Linked DNA regions of Hordeum vulgare: region 1 is linked to region 2. The links are chromatin contacts, called in public Hi-C maps. All regions are on one chromosome and are shown on one strand. Each heading gives the region's core, a stretch centred on a gene start, on an enhancer-like site or on the middle of the called end of the contact. The rest is flanking DNA. Distances are from core to core; before and after follow the strand shown.

What was found. A called contact is a pair of places that touch in the nucleus more often than the background predicts.
Region 1: a contact with region 2 is called in a Hi-C map of seedling, with 3 times the contacts expected there. The contact joins the enhancer-like site here to the promoter of LOC123397754 in region 2. A contact is called at or near these places in 2 of 6 Hi-C or Micro-C datasets (leaf and seedling) and 1 of 1 datasets of contacts at active chromatin or transcription factors (embryo).

What each region holds. Positions count from the first base shown.
Region 1 is chr5H:345,995,996-345,999,236 of MorexV3_pseudomolecules_assembly, reverse strand. No RefSeq gene overlaps it. Among protein-coding and RNA genes, the nearest start is that of LOC123395685, 150 kb to the left of the region's middle. Within about 2 kb of position 1,441, at least 3 of the 3 cell types and tissues checked have open chromatin away from gene starts, as enhancers often do. A contact at or near this core is called in leaf and seedling, where this site is marked.
Region 2 is chr5H:345,551,375-345,554,450 of MorexV3_pseudomolecules_assembly, reverse strand. LOC123397754 (transcription factor MYB44-like) reads left to right here and starts at 1,326. Exons shown (of 1, transcript XM_045092290.1): 1 at 1,326-2,888. The coding sequence starts at 1,475. The coding sequence ends at 2,458.

The sequences.
Region 1 (3,241 bases), core at 192-2,691, 440 kb before region 2:
AATCATAGATCAAGCTGGCAAAACAAAACCCACAACTCGAAGAGAATTACAAGGATATAAAATCATGGATACAAGAGATCAGAAGAAACTCAAATAAGATTCATATATAATCTGATCATAAATCCACAACTCATCGGATCTCGACAAACACACCGCAAAAGAAGATTACATCGGATAGATCTCCATGAAGATCATGAAGAACTTTGTATTGAAGATCCAAAAGAGAAAAGAAGCCATCTAGCTACTAGCTATGGACCTGTAAGTCTATGGTGAACTACTCATGCATCATTGTAGAGGTCATGGTGTTGATGAGGAAGCCCTCTGTATCCGAATCCCCCCTCCGGCAGGGCACCAGAACGTGCCCCATATGGGATCTTGCGGAGACAGAAGCTTGCGGCAGCGAAAAAGTATTTTCGTGGCTCTCGTGATTTTTTTGGGATTTTAGGGAATATATAGGCGAAGGAGCTAGGGCAGAGGAGGCCCACGGACCCCACAAGCCTGGGAGGCGCGGGCCCCCCAGTCGCGCCATGAGGGCTTGTGGGGTCCCTGGAGACCCTCTGCCTTGGTTCTCAAGTCTCCCAATCGTCTTCTGTTTTGGAAAAAATCTTTTCGGATGTTTTATTCCGTTTGGACTCCGTTTAAAATTTCCTCTGAAAAGGGTCAAAAACACGAAAAAATAGGAACTGGCACTTGGCACTGAGTTAATAGGTTAGTCCCAAAAAATATATAAAAGGCATACAAAACATCTAAAGTTTGAGAAGATAATAACATGAAACCATAAAAAATTATAGATACGTTGGAGACGTATCACTGGACACCTTGGCCTGGCCAAAGGGTGGGCGCGGACATACTTTGGCATGGTGACCACGCTGTCTGCATGCAATAATGGTGCTCTACACCTATTTCTCTTGCTGCAGCTTAGGTCCGGCTGTGGCAGCGGTTCCCAGCGTGCCATAAGACCTCCCTTTGACCGCCCATGCCCCTGTGCGTTCCAAGCTAACTTCCAAAGTTGCTACGACGAGTGTGGTAGCCGTGCTAGAGCGCTCCTAAGCGGACCCAAGCTCACACTCGTCGCCCCTTGCTAAATTCTTTTCCCCCGAGCTCCCTGACTCCCCCTAGGGCACTCCCCCTCTTCCAAGTGTCGCGTGCCTGAGCCATTGGAGCTCCCGAGCTCGAGAGGCCTTTCTGTGGCCTCCATTGCCATGTTTTGACCTCGCTCGAATTCGACCGTCCCCGAGCCCCTTCTCTCCTCTCGAGCTTGCCATGGCCTCCCAAGGTTTGTGGTGGCCCTTCCCTCATGCAGTTTTCTCCCTCCAGTTCTCGGTGTGCCATTCCCCCGCGGTCACCAATGACTGCTCCACCGCGGCTAATATCCTGCATGCCTCGGTGGTCCCTGGCGGGAGCAGACCACCCAGGCGAGCGTGCCTCCTAGCCCCGCACGCATCTGGGGTCGGGGTGATGTCACGGACGACTGGGGGCTACAGGGCCAAGCGCTAGGTGCTGCCCTGCCCCGCCTCCTCTGTCTCTCCCCATCGAGTGGGAGTTAGAAAACGGTCCTGACCGACGAGTCCCGCGTGTCGATGACCGACGAGTCCCGCGTGTCGATGACCGACGTGCCAGGCCCATGCATGGTAAGTGGAGATGGGAGCCTCCTGGCCACTTCCCCGCACAAAAGGCACATTGCCAGGAAGGCGCTTCCTGCGCCACCTGCTGCCCGCCAGACAGAGGCACTCAGCCGGCCCACCTCCTCCGAGCGCCACTAGGCGCAGTTTAGCTCCCCTGGTAAAAAGTTTCCCCCCATTTCTTTTAACAGGAACTTCTAAAATCCATAATTACTTATTATGAACTCCTAATTTAATGATTCAAGTTCCTACATACTCCAAAAATCCTTGCCTTCCCAAATATGTGCATTCACATTTTTCCAAAGAATCCTTTAGTGGCGTTAATATTCAAATCCAAATTTGAATGTTTCAAATCCTCCTTGTAAAAATCCTAGAGAACTCAGATCAACTCCAAATGGAGTGATTCCAATTTATAGGTACCCCAAATATCATGCACTATTGTTCTAGCCTTAGTCAACATTTTTATCTACCATATTTGTGTTGCATCAAATAAATAGCACCTATTCCTATTTATTCCATATTGTAAAACCCCTAGAATATTCATACCAACTCCAAATCCAGTGAAATCACTTCTTAATGTTTCTAAAAACATACCCTATTAAATGAGTGCCTCCACTCATTTTTAACAGAATATTTTCTATAGATTTTTGCGGGGCGAGTGATGCCTCCATTTCTACCATTCAAAAAGCTCCGGTGATCCAAATCCCTTAGAACAACTCTAGGCTTTTTCTTCTCGCCATAGGTGTCCAAGAGTGATAAAACTTCTATTTATAGAGCACTTTGTGTTTCTTCTTGTTGTGTGACTTATAATTGTTGTTCCGATGATAGTTGGTGAAATAAACGGAGTACTCGGAGTTGAATCGGAAGAACTCGAAGACCCGGAGACCTATAGAGCAAGGCAAACATCCCTTTAACCATGTCTGAGAAAATACTTTCATGCATGCCATGTTTATTATTTGATTTCGATGCATGTGATCATGATTGAATCCGTAAACCCCTCGGTATGTTGTTTCCGATGGTTCCTCGATAACACTTGCATTTGAGCATGACCCTACCACCTATGAGGGTTACACACATAAAAACGTTGATATGTTGCTAGTAGTGCTACACATAGGATGAGTATATGCATGGTGATGGTAAGTTCGTAACATGGAGGTGATTTAAAAGGATTTTCGGAAACCCCGTCGGGTGCCAATAATGCCCGAGGGTGATGGTGTTGAGATGGTGACCACTTGATAAACAAGTGGTGTACCGGAAAAAGGTTTTGTGTGTGTGTGGTTTTGAAAACAAGGAGAGATTTACGATGTCTCGACCGTGCCAACCTTACATGTGCGACCACGATACCCCTTATGGGACGGGGCTTTGTTGATTACCTTGGTCGACGTGAGCAGAGAGCTTGCAATACTAGTGGCGGTAGTGGTGTGGTCACTCTCGTGACGGGGTCGTGCCGGGTATGGCGACCATGCTGTTTTTACAGGTTCCGGGCACACCGTTGGTCCGTGCATGGATGATATGATCTAGAGCGAGGCTCGTAAGATGTACATCTTGTGGGCTAGGTACCAATCAAGTGGACTCTTTGTTTAGTGCCGTCAGGGGAAAGGCATTGTTCGGGTGCTTAC
Region 2 (3,076 bases), core at 77-2,576:
GGCTCTCCTCTATTCTCCCTCAGGCCGGTAGAAGTGTAACGCAAACGAAACGAAAGGAAAGGAGAGGGAGGAAGAAGAGCGGTCGTGGTCGGATCGCGGGAGGAGGAGACGTCTCGATCCCTCGGACGGGGACACGCGCGGGCAGCAACCAACCGCATGCAGATTGGACGCAAGCAAGCCCGCCCGCCCTCCACTCACCGGCAACGGGTGGTTCCTTCGTACACATCCGTTTCCGATAGATCGAAACAAAACCGTTTCCGGAACACGGCTTGCACGGCGCTGCGTCCGTCATCAACGACGGACGCCCTACCACGTCCATGCACCCCGGTTTTAAATTTGCCGGGTTTGTTTTGTTTCGGAGCAGTCGGTTGCAGTTCAGTGGAGCGGACTGGGGGTGGGGTGGGGTGGGCCACCGATCCCAATCCCGCGACCACGCCTCCTCAACTCCCAACGGCCACGACGACTCACCAGCAGCGTCGCACCGTTCCAACACCAATTCCCTTTTCCTTCCTTCCTCTATTTGCCTGTCATCACGTCCCAAAAGAAAGGAAGAAAGATAAAAAGACAGCGAAATACCAGCAGGAACCGGTAGCTCGTTATATGCCTCAGACGTTACCGTAGGATATCTGGCATGGTATCTGAACTGAACGAATTACCACTGCCAGGCTAGATATGTACTCTGCTCTACGTAGCACTCCGCATAATCAGGTTATTAAGTGGTACGTAGCAAAAAAGACAAGGCATTTTCCTGTGCGAAAGGTGCGCCACACGCGTGTGCGTGTGGAAATGACGCGGACGGAGACGGTTTTGCTTGCGACGCATGGCATGCATGGAGACGGCGCGGGATTCAAATTTGTGCTGGGCGAAACAAATCCTCACGTCGCCATACGCGCCGATTAAAAAGCCGAAAATCAGGAAATTCCTACTATCCCCAACAAATACTTACATACTCCTCGGTCACTTGAATCTGTTACTAGAAATAATAGTACCAGAAATGAATATGAATAGCAGAGGTCGTTTCGGTTGGAAGCGATGGCCGGGAAGAGAGATAGATAGATATTATTTTGCGCCTGCCTCCCCATCCCCATCCCTATCCCTATCCATCCGTCCATAACATAACCACACGTAGGCGTTGGAGCAGGAAGAGTCATTTCGGGTTTCAGTTGGGGAGCGTTTATATGGGATGGTAGCGACGCCGCGTGTCCCGGGGCCAGCTGTACCCACGTCCCCCCCTTCCCTCCCCTGCTGGGCTGGAACCCGTTCACCGTCGCCTCCAGTCCCAGGTATATATCCTCCCCCTGCCCCCTCCGCTCCCCTCACTCCATCCTTCCTCTGTCTCCTTCCTTCCTCCCTCCACTTCTCCACCGCACCACCACCACCACATTATTTCGGTAACCCACCACCCGTAGCAGGGAGCGGTTACTACGCACACGTACATCCATCGATCGATCGATCGATCTACGGGCGGCGAGTCATGGCGGCGTGCAGAGGAGGAGGAGGAGGGGGCGGCAAGGACGTGGACCGGATCAAGGGCCCGTGGAGCCCGGAGGAGGACGACGCGCTGCAGCGGCTGGTGGGACGCCACGGGGCGCGCAACTGGTCGCTCATCAGCAAGTCCATCCCGGGGCGGTCCGGCAAGTCGTGCCGCCTCCGGTGGTGCAACCAGCTCTCGCCGCAGGTGGAGCACCGCCCCTTCACCCCCGACGAGGACGACACCATCCTCCGCGCCCACGCAAGGTTCGGCAACAAGTGGGCCACCATCGCCCGCCTGCTCTCCGGCCGCACCGACAACGCCATCAAGAACCACTGGAACTCCACGCTCAAGCGCAAGTACTCCTCATCATCCTCGGCGTCCGCCTCCGCCTCCGCCTCCGCCTCGCCCGGTGATGACGCGGTCGACGACGACCGCCGCCCGCTGAAGCGGACCAGCAGCGACGGGTACCCGGGGCTCTGCTTCAGCCCCGGCAGCCCGTCGGGATCGGACCTCAGCGACTCCAGCCACCAGAGCCTCCCCTCCGTCATGCCGTCCGCCGCCTCGCACCAGCCGCACGTCTACCGCCCGGTTGCGCGGGCCGGCGGGGTGGTCGTGCTCCCGACGGCAACTCCTCAGCCCTCGCCTCCGTCTCCACCGCCGCCGCCCCCTCCTCCTCCTCCGGCGACGTCCCTCTCGCTCTCGCTCTCCCTGCCCGGCTTGGACGCGCCCGAGCCAGCCCCGGTGGCGCAGCCTATGCCCATGCCCATGCCGCCACCTCCTGTTCCTGCTCCTGTACAGCCCGCCGCAGCGCCTCAGATGCCGCCCCCGTCCATGCCGTTCCATCTCCAGCCGCCCCCGCCGCCTCAACCACGCGCGGCGGCGCCCTTCAACGGGGAGTTCCTGTCGATGATGCAGGAGATGATCCGGATCGAAGTCCGGAACTACATGTCCGGCTTCCACCCCCGGTCGCCGACAAGCGCTTGACGACCATGGCCAACATCGAGTACCAGCACGCAAACAAGAAGCAGCATCTCGAGAACAAACCAAGATCAGTCTGCCTGCCTGCTCGACTCAAGAGAAGCAATTAATGAAAGAGGCGGCAAGTGAAGAGGAGAGGCGAAGAAGAAGAAGGCCTGTTTAGATCTTGATCTTGTTTCCCAACAATAATTCCTTAGTTCCATGTGTCTTGATTAGTTTCGTTTTCCTTGCTCGAGATCGATCGATCGATCATGGCAGTTCGTTGGCTGTCGAGAGACTGAGACGGAGAAAACTTCGTGACTAGTGTGCCGAATAAGCTAGGCAGTGCAGAGGCAAACATGTTGCTTGCTGGATAGAGACTTGTTTTTTGTACAGAGGAAAGGGAAAAAGAAATCAAACGAGACGGGGGGAAAAAGGCGAGGCCAAGTTCAGTTCACATGGATGGATGGATCACATCTGATCTGCTTGCTTCTTCAGTTCCGTTTCACTGCTGGCACTCCGGAGTTCCGTTTCACTGCTTGCTTTGGTAGTACAAAGTCGTTTGGTTTCGTTTCCGTGGTGCTGTGCTTTGCTTTGCTAGTCGTACGTAGTAGGTGCACATTTCAGTTTTGGGGTTGTTTTTGT